Regions from separate parts of the Mus musculus genome. Here region 2 is linked to region 1. A link is a contact called in public Hi-C data. All regions are on one chromosome and are shown on one strand. Each heading gives the region's core, a stretch centred on a gene start, on an enhancer-like site or on the middle of the called end of the contact. The rest is flanking DNA. Distances are from core to core; before and after follow the strand shown.

The links. Hi-C and Micro-C count contacts between places; a contact is called where the count stands out from the background.
Region 2: a Hi-C map of rod photoreceptor shows a contact between it and region 1, with 15 times the contacts expected there. The contact joins the promoter of Mtpn here to the promoter of Wasl in region 1. A contact is called at or near these places in 1 of 39 promoter capture datasets (pre-B cells) and 1 of 484 Hi-C or Micro-C datasets (rod photoreceptor).

What each region holds. Positions count from the first base shown.
Region 1 is chr6:24,663,094-24,666,539 of GRCm38.p6, reverse strand. Wasl (WASP like actin nucleation promoting factor) reads left to right here and starts at 1,545. Exons shown (of 11, transcript NM_028459.2): 1 at 1,545-2,004. The coding sequence starts at 1,897.
Region 2 is chr6:35,538,044-35,541,489 of GRCm38.p6, reverse strand. It overlaps Mtpn (myotrophin), which reads left to right and starts at 1,602. Exons shown (of 4, transcript NM_008098.4): 1 at 1,602-1,951. The coding sequence starts at 1,880.

The sequences.
Region 1 (3,446 bases), core at 296-2,795:
AGAAGCAATTCCCGGATGTATTTAAACAACCGTCTAACTGGAACTTCAACCTTGAACCAACCGCAGCCTATGTTTTTGGATAAGGAAGTGTTCGAGTTTGAAAATGTCAGGGCTGAAACATTTCTCAAGAACTTGTGATGATCTTGGCTGTCACCATGCTTTCAGTTGATAAGAGGTGCATTTTTAACAAATCATAAACTGACTCATCTTCCAGGTTTCTTAGCCCCACGGTTCAAACATTTCTTGTACTTCAAATGGTGCCTTTCACAAACCTACTATTTTAAAAAGTTTTGCCACTTTTAAAGATTATCTTTTCCGTTAACATTAACATAATTTGAGATATCCATATACTATGTGAGAACTCCTAAGAGTATATTCGCACATCCTCTGTTGTAGGCTTGCTCTTCATCACCCAATTTCATTATGTGCATTATAGGCAGCTTTACAGCTTTGTTTTCAGTTCGTCGGTAATAGTTTATCAATGTATTGAGAGCTATCAGAAATTTACCAGAGTTTGTCATAAAAGTTGAATATGCAACTGTTTAATTAGAACTAGGTAATTAGCAAACATCGTTAGTACAACTTATGTGATACGTTGTATGATTAATGTTAATAGTAGGATGTACATTTTATAGAATTCGCTGTAATCTGGTTTATCATCTCTATATTCCAATTTTTTTAAATTAAAGCTTTTTAGTTTTCAACCAATGATTTTATACTAACCTTTAATATTATGAAACACAGTAATGAATTCTCATTATTTACTTCTGCTGGGAATATTGCTCAGCTGGCTGAGTATGCACCAGGCCCTAGGTCCCTGCACCTAGAATACAGAGCCATGAAATTAACTCGTAAGGAAAAAAGAGGTAAGGTGTATTCCTACACGACATTCCCAAACGCGTGCATTCATCCTGAATTAAAGAGACAAGGTGCTTCCAACTTGAGATAGAGAAAGATTGAGAGGGGTAGTTTCCAATTCACAAGGCAAGGAAAAAACTACACACACCTATCCCACGAGATCCGCCAGGCGGGTGGTGGACGCCTTTTGCGATTCTGTTTTTGACATCTCTGAAGATGTCTATCCTGATCTTAGCAATGTCCCTCCACGCCCCGTTGGCGGCCGGGACTAAGATCCAGAAACCCGAGGCACCTGCGGCTCTGACCGAAACTACGCCGGCCGACCTTTCTCTCCAGCTAAACTAGATCTCCCTGACAGGCGGCCTGAGAGTCTCGCTTCGATGCCTAACAAACACTGGCTACGCGGACCCGACGCTCCGCAAAGGTGGGCGCTGCTGCAAGGGGGCGTCCGGCTCGGCAGTCAGTGTAGGAGACCCGCCAGCCCTGCCTCGCTCTGAGTCTGCGCACGCGCGCGGTGGTCATTGGTGGGGGCGACTAGCCTGCAACAAGACCTCAACCGGGATGAGCCTTGCCGCTTCCGGAAGGGGCGGGGCCTGGGTAGGACACGCCCCGGCACGCAGCAACCGAGGGGGTGTCCCGCCTTGCCGAGTTTCCGGCGCTCTCCCCCGCGTCCCGCGTCCCGTGGTCTCGCCCGCCCCCGCTGCCATGTTGGATTGTGCGGCTGCCGCCGCCGCCGCTGCCGCCGCCGCCGCCAGAGGACTGGAGGAGTAGGGAGTTTAGCGCAGCCGCCGGAGTGCTAGGACAACGACCATCCAGCCGGAGCTGAGCAGGGCGGGAGCCCGGAGCTTCCCTGTCGGCGCGCGGCCCGAGGGCGCCCGCCGTCATCTCCTTCCCTCGGCCTCCGCGCGCCGGAGGAGCGACGACGGGATGCTGCGGCTGTGACCGCCGGCTCGCGCCCCTGTCACCCAGAGTGGGACCCGAGTGCTCGCCCGCCGCCAGAAGTGACGACCCTGGACGCTCCACCCCACCGGCGACACCATGAGCTCGGGCCAGCAGCCCCCGCGGAGGGTCACCAACGTGGGCTCCCTGCTGCTCACCCCGCAAGAGAACGAGTCTCTCTTCTCCTTCCTCGGCAAGAAATGTGTGGTCAGTAGCCGAGACCCCCCTGTCGCCACCCCCCAACGTCTACTGGCGGGTTCGGGCTGGGGGGGAACGGGACTCAAGGGTAGGAGGGAGAAGGGGGGCAGGCTCGGCACGGCTGGGGTGCTGCTGCGGGCCAGGCCTCCAGCCTCCCGGGCCCTGGGGCTCCCCTCACCCAGCTCTCCGGGTGCAGGCCTGCCCGGCCCGGAGCCACCTCCCCCAGCTGCTGGAGAACAAGGGAGTGTCACCTCCATAGGCCTGCCCAGTAGCCCAGGTCCGCCGGGCCGGGCCGGGTCCGTGCCCTTGCTGCAGGTTCAAACTTTACTCTAGACCACAAGGGGATTTTGTTCGTGCATCAGCAGCTTAAGATCTCAGGACAGGATCCCAGCATTGGCCCTTGCTTCACTTCCCACTTCTGGATCTGGGTTATCTTCTTTAACAATGCTAGAGGTTTTAGGAATGAATAGATGGGGAAAGAAGCGAATTGGATTTTCGGTCCGCCTTAAGGATTCCGGGAGAGAATAAAGTGCAGTGCAGGTTCATGGACACTTAGGATCAGAGCAAGGGCAGGAAATGCGCCTGCTCCCAATTGCAAAAAACAAAAACAAAAAAACAAAAACGGGGTTTATTTCTCCAGCAGAAACTAGGCCTAGTTTCTGCTCTCCGCCCCACTGTGGGTTTTTCTTTTCCTCCCTGGCGTTGTGGGGTGGGGTGTAGGGTGCTGTTCGCTCCCAAGCCATGCGTAGGGAAGCGACAGTTTCTAATAGCTCACGGCCTTTGGGATCAAAAGTGGTTCTGAGTTTGGTGCTGTGAGGAGGCCCATTCCAACCCCAGATGGCGGATTGGGAGCAAGCAGTTCTGTGGGAAGGGGAATGGGTGTTATTGACGGAAGCATTCATTACGTTGGCTGCAGGCCTTTCTGGGGTGGGGAGGTTCTCTGGGTGAAGGCCTTATCTTGATCTTCCTGAGGTGACTGAGTTGAAAGGGGGATTGTTGGAATGCTAGCCGGCTCCCTTTCTGCCGTGTTTGCTAGCTCTCACAGAGCCTGTGCCTCTGGAACCCAGGAAACACCCAGAGAAGTTTCAGCCGAGCTGAACCATTTCATATCCTCCCTTGGCAATGTTGGAGATGTCAGAATCAGACTACACCTGCTGAAGAAGTTAAGAGGAGACAGTTTCTGGAAAGTTACCAGATTAATTGTTAACTTCATGATCTGACTGTTCATATCGACTTTGGGAAACCAAATCATTCCATCGGACTTAAGATGTATTTCTTGTTCTAAAATTTAGACTTTAAAGAACACTGCGTTCACTGACTAAAGTAGAAAACAGTGGTTCAAAAAAAGAAGAAAAAGAGTTTGGGAGAAAATTTACTTTAAAGATGAACCAAGTCTGTCCTCTATAGTTCTTTAAACAAATGAGAAAATGGAGCTCTTGGCCCCAAGTCAC
Region 2 (3,446 bases), core at 353-2,852, about 11 Mb before region 1:
ATGAATAATAGCCTATATACATAATAGTTCTAGTAGGAATTTTTTCTCAGTGTTCTTGGGTATATACATAAATTTGAATCATTAGGATTGTAAGATAGAATTCACCAGGTGGTTGAATTCTAAGATGTTTCAGCCAAATTCTAAGAACAAAACTGGCTTCAGAAAAACAGTTCTGTTTGCTACAAATCAAATAAAAAGTGAGTGCTTCTTAAACCACACAAATTTTTAATGATGCTACGCATGTTTGTTAGCGGTCATTTGTTGGTCAGGAAAAGCTCCTAGTTTTTAATTGCCATCACACACTTAAGTATTTTCCACCATAGAAAGTAAATGTACATAATTCACGTTGTTGAGTTGGCAAGATGGCTCAACCAGGAAAGATGCTTGTGACAAAGCCCGATGGTGACCTAAATTCAGTCACTAGGACCTACATAAGAGTACTCTCCCACAAGTTGTCCTCTGAGTTTACACGTATGCACACTCATGCCCACATCAGTGCATCTGTACACAAGCACGTACGTATGCAATTAAAAAGAAATAAACCTACTGACACCGTTGTCTCAACTACGTGTTGAAGATTTCCTTCTGAGAAAAAAAAAGTTTTATTCTTTCCTTTTTATTTCCTTCTGGTGGATGTCCCAAAGAAACTGCATGGTTGAGGAAAGGGAGAAGAAAGGCCAAGAGTGGTAGTGGGAGAGAGAGGAGAAAAGACCAAGGGAGAGAGCCCCACCCAGCCACTGATGTATGAGAATAGGAATAGAGTTTGATGCCTAAAGGTAAAACAAACCAGTAGGTCCCACACGTATGCACTCAACAGGAAGCGCTAAGTGGGTTCAGAGAGCTCAACACAAGACCCGAGCACTGCTGCAGAGATGGCTCAGAGGTTAAGAGCACTGGCTGCTCTCGCAGAGGAGCCCGGCTTGGTTCCCAGCATGGCCCATATGAAGGCTCACCGCTGTCTGTATCTCTAGCTCTCTCAGATTTTATGCTTCCTCTTGCCTCTTCGGGCACTCGCACACATTGGTTCACATAAATGTATATATTCTGTCAAAACTATCATACACGTAAATGAAAATTTGGTTTTTGGTTTTTTGTTTTTGGTTTTGTTTTAAGAAGAGAGGTCACATAAAGTTGTGAAGGAAAAGTAGTGGTGAAGTGGAGAAGGGATTCAGGAATGAATTTGTTCAAAACATACTATATGCATAGATGAAAGTCTCAATAAAAATGTTTTGAGAGTGGGTTGGTTTTTTGTTTTTCCTCTTTTACTAGTTTAAAGTGGGATAGTAAGAGAGAGAGAATCTAAACACATTATTATTATTATTATTATTATTATTATTATTATTATTATTATTAGTTATTTTTAGAATTATTAGAAAGTGAGCCCTGGAAACTAACGTTCCCCTCTGTCGTGGAACTGGAGTGTCCTACTCCCATCCAACACCTCCCCAGGTTCAGCCCCTGATTTTCCTGACCTCCAGGAACATTCTACTCAGCCTCACGGCCCCGCCCATTGGAACCACGCCTCTACTCTGCCTTGGCCGGCCAGGATAATGCGCCTGCGCAAAAGTGGCTCTCCTGAGGTAAGCAGTCGGGGCGGGGTCCCGAGCAGAGCTTTCTGGAGAGAGGAAGAGGAAGAGGAAGTGGGAGGCGGGCCCTAGCGGGGCGTGAACCGGAAGTGTAAGCGTCCTGCTTCTCCTCAGCTAGGCGGAACCTGCTCTGCTGGGCCCAACGGCTGCAGAAGAACTTTCTCCCGCCCGAACCGTAGCCGCGACCCGCAGTCTCGCCCGCTCAGCGGCCTGAGGCGCGTCGCTTTCTCGTGTCCCCTCGTCGGGCCTAATCGCCGCTCCTGCCCGGCCCGCCGGCCCACCCCGCTGCAGTCATGTGCGACAAGGAGTTCATGTGGGCCCTGAAAAACGGAGACTTGGATGAGGTGAAGGACTATGTGGCTAAGGTGAGCGGGGATGCGCGGCGCTGATGCTGCGCTGCGGCGGGGTGGGTGGTCGTGAAGCCCAGGGCGTGGGGGACACCGGGAGCTGGGCCAGCTTGGGAGACTCGTGGACGCCGCAGGGCCTGGATCTGGGTGGCTCCTCGGTGCCAGGTAACCGCTGTGTTGTTGCTAAGGCGGCTGTGGCCTGTCCCAGCCCCGCAGGTAACGGGCGCCTGGTTGTCTCCCTCGATCGGCACGGGCCGGCCCTCTAATACCCCGGGTACTGCAATCTTTGAATGAGGCATTTCTCCATCTTGGCCTCGCACCGGGTTCCTGAGAAGGAAACCCGAGCAGTTCGAATCGGGAACGATTTCCTGAACGTGCGGCCTGGTGGAGATGGGGAGGATTCAGAGGATCCGTCACCCGTGAAATGAGCTGCCCCAAAATAGCCATAGTTAAATTTCTGAAACTTGGTGTCACTTCGCTCTGAAAGTCTTTAACTTGGGTGTGGCCTTTTTCCTCTCCACCACCACCACATAATATGTGTATGTGTGTGTATCGTTTGCTTCGAGTGGTAAGGTTGCCATTTGGCATCTGGGGTGTTGGGAAATCGGAGTAGTTTTCAAAAAGCCTTTTAACTTGGGGTACTCCATTATTTCATCTGAAGTCCGCGCGCGTGTGTAGTAAATAGTACTGCAGTCTGATCACGCTATGTTTGGGATATGGTTAAGAAACCCAAATTCAAAACCATACTTGGAGGTACTTGGAAAGTTCTGACCTGGCCTGCCTTTGGGTCTTAAATTGCTCCTTTTGTAATTGTAAGGAGAACTTCTATAGTTTTATTATTATTATTATTATTATTATTATTATTTTCCGAAAGTAGAATTTTGTGACAACTGTGAACATCTTGGTCCTCTTCAAAAAGTGTGAGCCTGCGGTCAAGATTTTAAATCTTAAAAGGTGTGAGCGGTGGCATCCTGCCTCACAGGACTTGTTTTAGGAAACAGGCAGAAGCAGGTTGATTGGTTGGTTAGTTTGTTTGTTTTTAACTACAGGATTGTACAAGGATGATAGTTTTTTCTCCACTTGATGCCTTATAATTTAGACTTTTCACATGTATTTGATCTGCTTAGTTGATTGTAATGGATGTTTAAGGCAAGCTACCTTCTGACTACCTTAGCTAGTAACAAATAGAAACCTGAACTACCGTCTCTTCAATGTAGAGTTATAGAAAAATACATCAACCAGTAGTGGAACAACACACGATTGTCTCAAAGTGAGTGGCTCTTGTTTTTCCAGCCCCTGCTCAAACATAGGGGATTTAAAATACAAAACATTAATAAAGAATTTACAGTTACAAAAATAACATGCATGAAATTGTTTCTGTTGTCAATATGTTAACTTACAACTTCATGACTGAACCATTCATCCAAAGTGGAAATTGGGTGATTGTCCTGCATAGCTGAGGTTTATCAAGACTACCTTGCTTCACTCTCCAGTCTCAGCATGACTTGAAGTT